Regions from separate parts of the Triticum aestivum genome. Here region 2 is linked to region 1. A link is a contact called in public HiCAR-type data. All regions are on one chromosome and are shown on one strand. The core of a region is the stretch at or near the end of the contact, and the rest is flanking DNA. Distances in the headings are between cores, read along the strand shown.

The links. HiCAR-type assays count read pairs that join an accessible place to other places.
Region 2: a HiCAR-type map of leaf shows a contact between it and region 1, with 8 times the contacts expected there. The contact joins the promoter of LOC123119121 here to the promoter of LOC123119120 in region 1. A contact is called at or near these places in 2 of 5 Hi-C or Micro-C datasets (both in leaf) and 1 of 1 datasets of contacts at active chromatin or transcription factors (leaf).

Annotation. Positions count from the first base shown.
Region 1 is chr5D:12,312,077-12,315,224 of IWGSC CS RefSeq v2.1, forward strand. It overlaps LOC123119120 (neutral ceramidase), which reads right to left and starts at 1,515. Exons shown (of 10, transcript XM_044538813.1): 1 at 1,349-1,515.
Region 2 is chr5D:12,677,487-12,680,634 of IWGSC CS RefSeq v2.1, forward strand. It overlaps LOC123119121 (enolase), which reads left to right and starts at 1,656. Exons shown (of 17, transcript XM_044538815.1): 1 at 1,656-1,955; 2 at 2,582-2,645; 3 at 2,801-2,865. The coding sequence starts at 1,887. LOC123119122 (malate dehydrogenase, glyoxysomal) reads left to right here. Exons shown (of 9, transcript XM_044538816.1): 6 at 538-573; 7 at 675-764; 8 at 869-963; 9 at 1,054-1,321. The coding sequence ends at 1,126.

The sequences.
Region 1 (3,148 bases), core at 265-2,764:
AAACATTCTATCATACTGATGCAAGGGAAAGGGTGCATACTAGTATCCAACAAGATTATCAAGCTATAATGACACAAGTACATGTTAAGCTATAAATACAGTGTCCCCGCGAGAAAAAACTGTAGTGTGGCGTGGGCCAGGCTTCCGGGTCGCCATCTCCTGAGTGCTCATGGGCCAGCTGAGGTATGGCTTCGATTTGGTGGATCTGACTGATGTGTGGTCCATCTCATCTTCTGGCAGGCGATAACATGTTTTACTAAATGAAGTAGGAGTTCTGAACTAGGAGGCATTAATGGCCTATTCTGTACGGGTTTATGGTTGATAAACTGGGGTCCGTTTGGTAGGTAGGTCTGTACTCTAGAATCAGTAGTACTAGTGTATTAGCACCTATAATGGACGGGAATTTTCGGCTCCCGGGACCCAGAGTACACTCAATTTAATTTGCGGTTGCTGAATTACTGTCCCAGAATTATCAATTTTGCACTTAAATTTAAATGCAGGAAAAATCATGAAATTTGCTCAATGTATTTTTTTGTCAAAAAATAATCTTGGAACTAGTACCATGAAATTCTGGGTTTTCTTAGAAGAGACGTAAATTCCTAATTTTAGTATCATAAAAACTCCTAGAATTAGTATAGCGGAGTCCTGAGTTTCCCACTTGAGATTTCGAATTTTGAGGAACCATAAAATCCATTCAGTGTTTTTCTAGAAAAAGAAGGTCCTAGGATTTGTATCATGAATAGTTTTCCCTTAGGAGTTGATTCTTCAACCGTAACATCTACTGATATCTTTTTTTCGAGAGCGAATATCTACTGATACCTGGTTCTAAACTTCGACGAGAAATCATCCACTGGAGCACAAAATCTAGCACCCCAGATCCGCACCAAGCATGCTCAAACCCTAGCTAGAACAACTGCATACAGCAATTTAACTACCCCTAGCTGATTAGTGAAACGCGTCCAATTTACGACAGACGCGACCTGGCTGGAATGAAGTGAGGGGGGGAGGGGGAAGCGGACTGGCTCACCATGCGAAGGGCGAATCTCGACTGGGAACCCCGCCCCAGCTGCTCCACTGGCTAGTGGCCTCCGCCGGCATTTAAACCCGCGCCTCTCCGTCCCCGGCAGACACGACTAGGCCGGTTGGGAACTCCAAGGGCGGGGCGCCTCGTGGTCGTAGCTCACGGCTCCCAGTGGCGACGGCCGACCGCGACGGACGGAGGGGGACAGGGTGGAGCGTACAAGGCACGGCTCGGAAAGGGAAAAGGGACCCAGCTAACCAAACAAACAAACACGAGAGGAGTTCAGCACCGCGGGAACTGGTGGAGCGGGGGAGGAGGCGCGCGCACCTCTGAGCTCGAGGACCTGGACCTCGTCGGCATGGAGACGGCCGGACTGAGGAGGAGGGGGAGCGGGCGAGGCGTTGAATCGGCGGCGAGGATGACGACCAAGTTTTTTTTTTTTTTGAGGGTTGGATGACGACCAAGTGGGGAGACGATGGCGACGCGCCGCTGAGACTTCGGGCCGGGCCTTCCACGCGTTTGCCCCCATTTTGTTTTTTTTTTTTACTCCACTGCGAACGTAAGATTTTTTAGCAGTTCGAAAGCCCTTAGAATCCTCGGATCCCGATCAAACCTCCGGTAAAGTCGCTGTGTAAGTTTTGTCCAGTCAAAGTATCTCTACTTTGACTAAAGTTATAAAAAAAGTCTCAAACAAACGTTATAGGAAAAGTATCAACATTTAAAATGTCAAATCAATATTGTTAGATTCATTATGAAATACTGGCAAAAGGCCCATGCGTTGCAACGGCAAAAAAATCTTAATCTTCAACGGCCATGACCACATTTTACTGCATCACCGAGTAACACTATCACTCTCAATTTTGTGAAATTGTGAACATATTTCAAATCATGAACATTTTTCAAATTCGTGAACCCTTTTACAGATTTTCTAACATTTTCTAAAATCATGATCATTTTTTGAATTCATGAACATTTTATACTATTAGCAAAAAAAATTAACATAATTTTCTTCAATCGACGAACATTTCTAGAATCGACCAACATTTTTCGGAAATTGGTGGAACAATTTTTTAAATTCACGGATATATTTTTATTTAACGAACATCTTTCTAAATGCATGATCATTTTCTGAATTAGTGAACATTTTATGAATGAATAAACTATTTCGTAAGTCACGGACAGTTTTTGAATTTTCAGGATATTTTTTCATTAATGAATATTTTTTTAATTGGGGGAATTTTGTTCAATTTTATTAACATTTTTTAATACACGTAAATTAAAAAAACATTAGGCAACCGATACTCCATGTGTTTTTTAACATTTTGTTTTTTTAGATAATCCATGTATTTCTCTCTCCCTGCAATGGATTAACGGGATGGACTCTGGGCTTCGGGCTTCGGCAACCGATACTGGCCGGACCTAATGTTGGGTTGCTTGTAAGTGAGGACAACAAACATTTTTCCCCTTTCTATGTTGATAAAAAGCCCCCTTCCCCAAACCCAAACTTCATTTCGTTAAAACGAAAAGTAACGGTATCAAACTGCAAGCATCATCTCTTTTTTCCTTAGTATTTTTTTCCCTTGGTGACATTGATGAGGTGGCCGGTCTCTCTCGTCTCTTCCTACCTCGATGACATCCGATCTGGCACCAACAGAAGGTCTGTGTGAGTTTGTGTTGCCGGGTCTAATTAGCTCTCTTCAGATCTTGGTAGTTAGTCTGTCTTTTGAAAGACAATTGGTTGGCTATTGATAGGACGTCTTCCACATCTTCTTATGTATGGTCCAGTTTCTTCAATCATCTAGACCGGTAGTGATGAATTACAAGCATGTACTCTGGGATGATGCTTCAGTGATTACTAGATCTCGTCTTAGGGGCAAGTGACTATTGCGCTCTTTAAAGCATGATATGGCAAGGGCGTTTGCAGCTGTCCCTTCTTTTTACTGTTGGTTCAGTATAATTTTCATGCTTCGTTGGGCGGCGAACAATCAAATAAGAATAAGGCTAGTTTACAATATAATCTTACCTTTTAATGCTTGTTCTCAATCCAGTTGTTTCTACATTGTATTAGCTATTGTTTTTCTTCGTATTTATCAAATCTAAGGGTGTTTTTTTGAAAGAAAAAAACAA
Region 2 (3,148 bases), core at 406-2,905, 370 kb after region 1:
CCCTCGTGTAGTAACAGTGCAGCTCAAACATTCTTCAGATATCTCTCATTTCATTTGTCTTCAGAGTCCGGCATACTGGTTTGCAGTTCTTCAGCTTATAGTTAACAAAGCTGAATAAGATCTGACGAGCTATGTTTTGAGAACATGAGAGTTAGACCTCAGTAGATGTGAGATGGATATGTGAAATTACCAAATTCCTTGTGTTCTATAATAGACAAAGATGCATATATTAGTTTATTCGAGAGCTTCACAGTGTTGACAACAAAGGTCAATTATCAGGTGCATGTTAACTGTTAAGTTGAGCAGAAACCTTCTTGTACACAATACTTTTACCCGCATAGGGGGCTATACTAATTTCTAGTGCTAGCTGCGGACACATGTTCTGGTTTGGTGGCTGCCTGACAGTCAATAGAATTTTCCTAAGCTGTTGGCTGGCCGGCCGGCCAGTGTTTGACCAGTGTTGTGTTGTAGAGGAACCTTGACCACTGTTGTATTAATGCGATGAAGTTCCTTTCTGACAATCCAAATTCATTTCAGGCGAAGGCAGGAGCAGGATCAGCAACCCTTTCCATGGTTTGTCTCCCCCAACTTACATCCCCATCAGTCAACCTGGTTTGTATGCTCCGACGATGGCTGAAGCAACACTAAATCTTCCCTTTTTTTTTAAATTTCAGGCCTACGCAGCAGCCAAATTCGCGGACGCCTGCCTGAGAGGGCTGCGCGGCGACGCCGGGATAGTGGAGTGCTCTTACATAGCCTCTCAGGTTATTATTTCTTTCTCTCAGCTCATCCCTAAGCAATCATTCCTAGCCGACCGACAAGCATTTTCTGAATCGCAAAATCTTGTTCTTCATTGCGTGTCTTGAAGGTGACGGAGCTGCCCTTCTTCGCGTCCAAGGTGCGGCTGGGCCGGTCCGGCGTCGAGGAGGTCCTGCCGCTCGGCCCGCTGAACGAGTTTGAGAGGTCTGCAGCTGAGCACATACATACATAGCCTAGGGAAGGATGATTTGCTTGTGTCGCCCAATTTAATGTTGCCTTGTCGCCGTGGTGCAGGGCCGGGCTGGAGAAGGCCAAGGGCGAGCTGGCCGAGAGCATCCACAAGGGCGTCGCTTTCGCCAACAAGTGAAGATGGGAAGAAAATCCTAGCACGCAGCTCCGTATCTTTCGCCGAAATGCTCCAAGGCCAGCATAGAAATCTGAGATGCCTTTTGCTTCCTGCCTGCTCCCGCCTGGGAGCAACAGTCCCCGTGTGATGTGATGTAAATCTCCCTGTCATAACAATAATAATAATAATAAAATTGTACAGTATTTTGTACCGGTATATACGATGCGGACTACCCGATGTTTACGGCTGTATAATAAATAAATACGACAGATCTGATGATTGATTAGATTATAATAATAAAAAGGTAAACAAAACAAAAGTTCAAGTTGGCTCGCTCTTGTGCCATTTATTGTTCTCTTGCTGATTAACCCGATGTCACCTGGATCGGCCCAATGGGCAGACGACAAGTGTCCCCATCAGCCTAGCCCCACCTGGGGCGCTCCCAGACCGCTCTGCGAATCCCACGGCATATTCGCCAGTTGTTCCATCTCCGTGCGCGGCCGCCCGCGTGGCGCCCCTTACACGCGGGCCCCCGGGAGGACCGCCCGCCCGCCGGCCCCACCCGCAGAGAGACGCGGCGTCCCGTGTGCTCGTCAAAAACAATAGGCGAACCAGCGGCGCCCCCGTTTGCATCTGCATCGTCGCTATAAGAAAGCAGGGGCCGCCCCTCCGGTCCGCCCACCCGTACAGCGAACCCGCACCCCTCTCGCTCTCCGCTCCATCTGGTCCGATTCGATTCGATTCGATCTCGGCTTCCTCTCCAAGCCACGCGAGACCAGCCATGGCGGCGACGATCCAGTCCGTGAAGGCCCGCCAGATCTTCGACAGCCGCGGCAACCCCACCGTCGAGGTACGCACGCGCGCGCCCATCCCCCGTCCGTCTCCCTGATCTGTGCGTTGTGGTCCGGTTCGACTCGATCTGCTAGCGGTAAGGGGTGCCGCGATCGTTCGTGCGTGCGTGCGTTCGTAGCAGCGGCTCGGCTTTTTCGATTGCGCGTCCGATCTGGTCCGGTTCGCCCGCGGGGCGTGGGCTGGGGTTTCTGCGCAGCAGAGCGTAGGGTTTCTGACGGACCCTTTCGGTCAGAGTCGAGGGGTTTTGGGTAGGTGGGTGAGCCTGAGCCAGCAGGATGTTTTTTGAGTTGGGCGGGTTGGGTTATGCTAGATTCGGCGCGAGGTGGTTTGTTCAGTCAGATGCCATGGCGCGTGCAATTTTCATGTTAGCCTGCTTGTCATCTATTTTTGGTTTTATCCACGGATCGGTTTGTTTGTCATGCTCATGCTCAGTTTGTGGTTGCTCAAAAGCAAAAGCTAGTCGGAAAAGCCCGATTATCGCCGTCCACCTGGCTGCCATAGTGTCTATGTAGCTTATCTTATAATCCTTGTGGTTTGGCGTCCTAGTGATGCTCTGATTTTGTTGTTTGCTGTGACGGAAATGTAAGATGAGGTTGCTGACTTCACTCTTGTTGTGTGCATCAGGTTGATGTGTGCTGCTCAGATGGAACCTTCGCCAGGGCCGCCGTTCCCAGCGGTGCATCAACTGGTGGGTCATTTTTGTTATTGCATCACCGCTGTTTTCCTTTCAACCTTAGAATCAACTTTTGCCTTGGTTCCTGTCTAGTGAAGGTACACAATGTCCCTGTCATCATTTATTGACTGAATGAAGCTAATCTTGTCTGAATCATCCCTCTTATGTAGGTGTCTATGAAGCTTTGGAGCTGAGGGACGGTGGATCTGACTACTTGGGCAAGGGTGTTTCCAAGGTTTACATTCGTTTGACTGGATTTTATCTTCACAATCTGTAAATCTATGTTGCGGTTCTTGCTGATTTAATGTGGCTGCTGCTTATACTCACATTCTGTAAATCTATGCCATAATTCTTGGCTATTTAATATGACCAAACTTATTTTAACATGCTGCTTTCATCCAAGCAATGTTCCCTGCGGCTGTATGACTTACTATTTCTACTCTGTGCCAGGTTTTATAAAAAAAATCGTAATAATGTTATAATGTGAACTAAATATGTTTTATTGTGTTCCCTGTCTC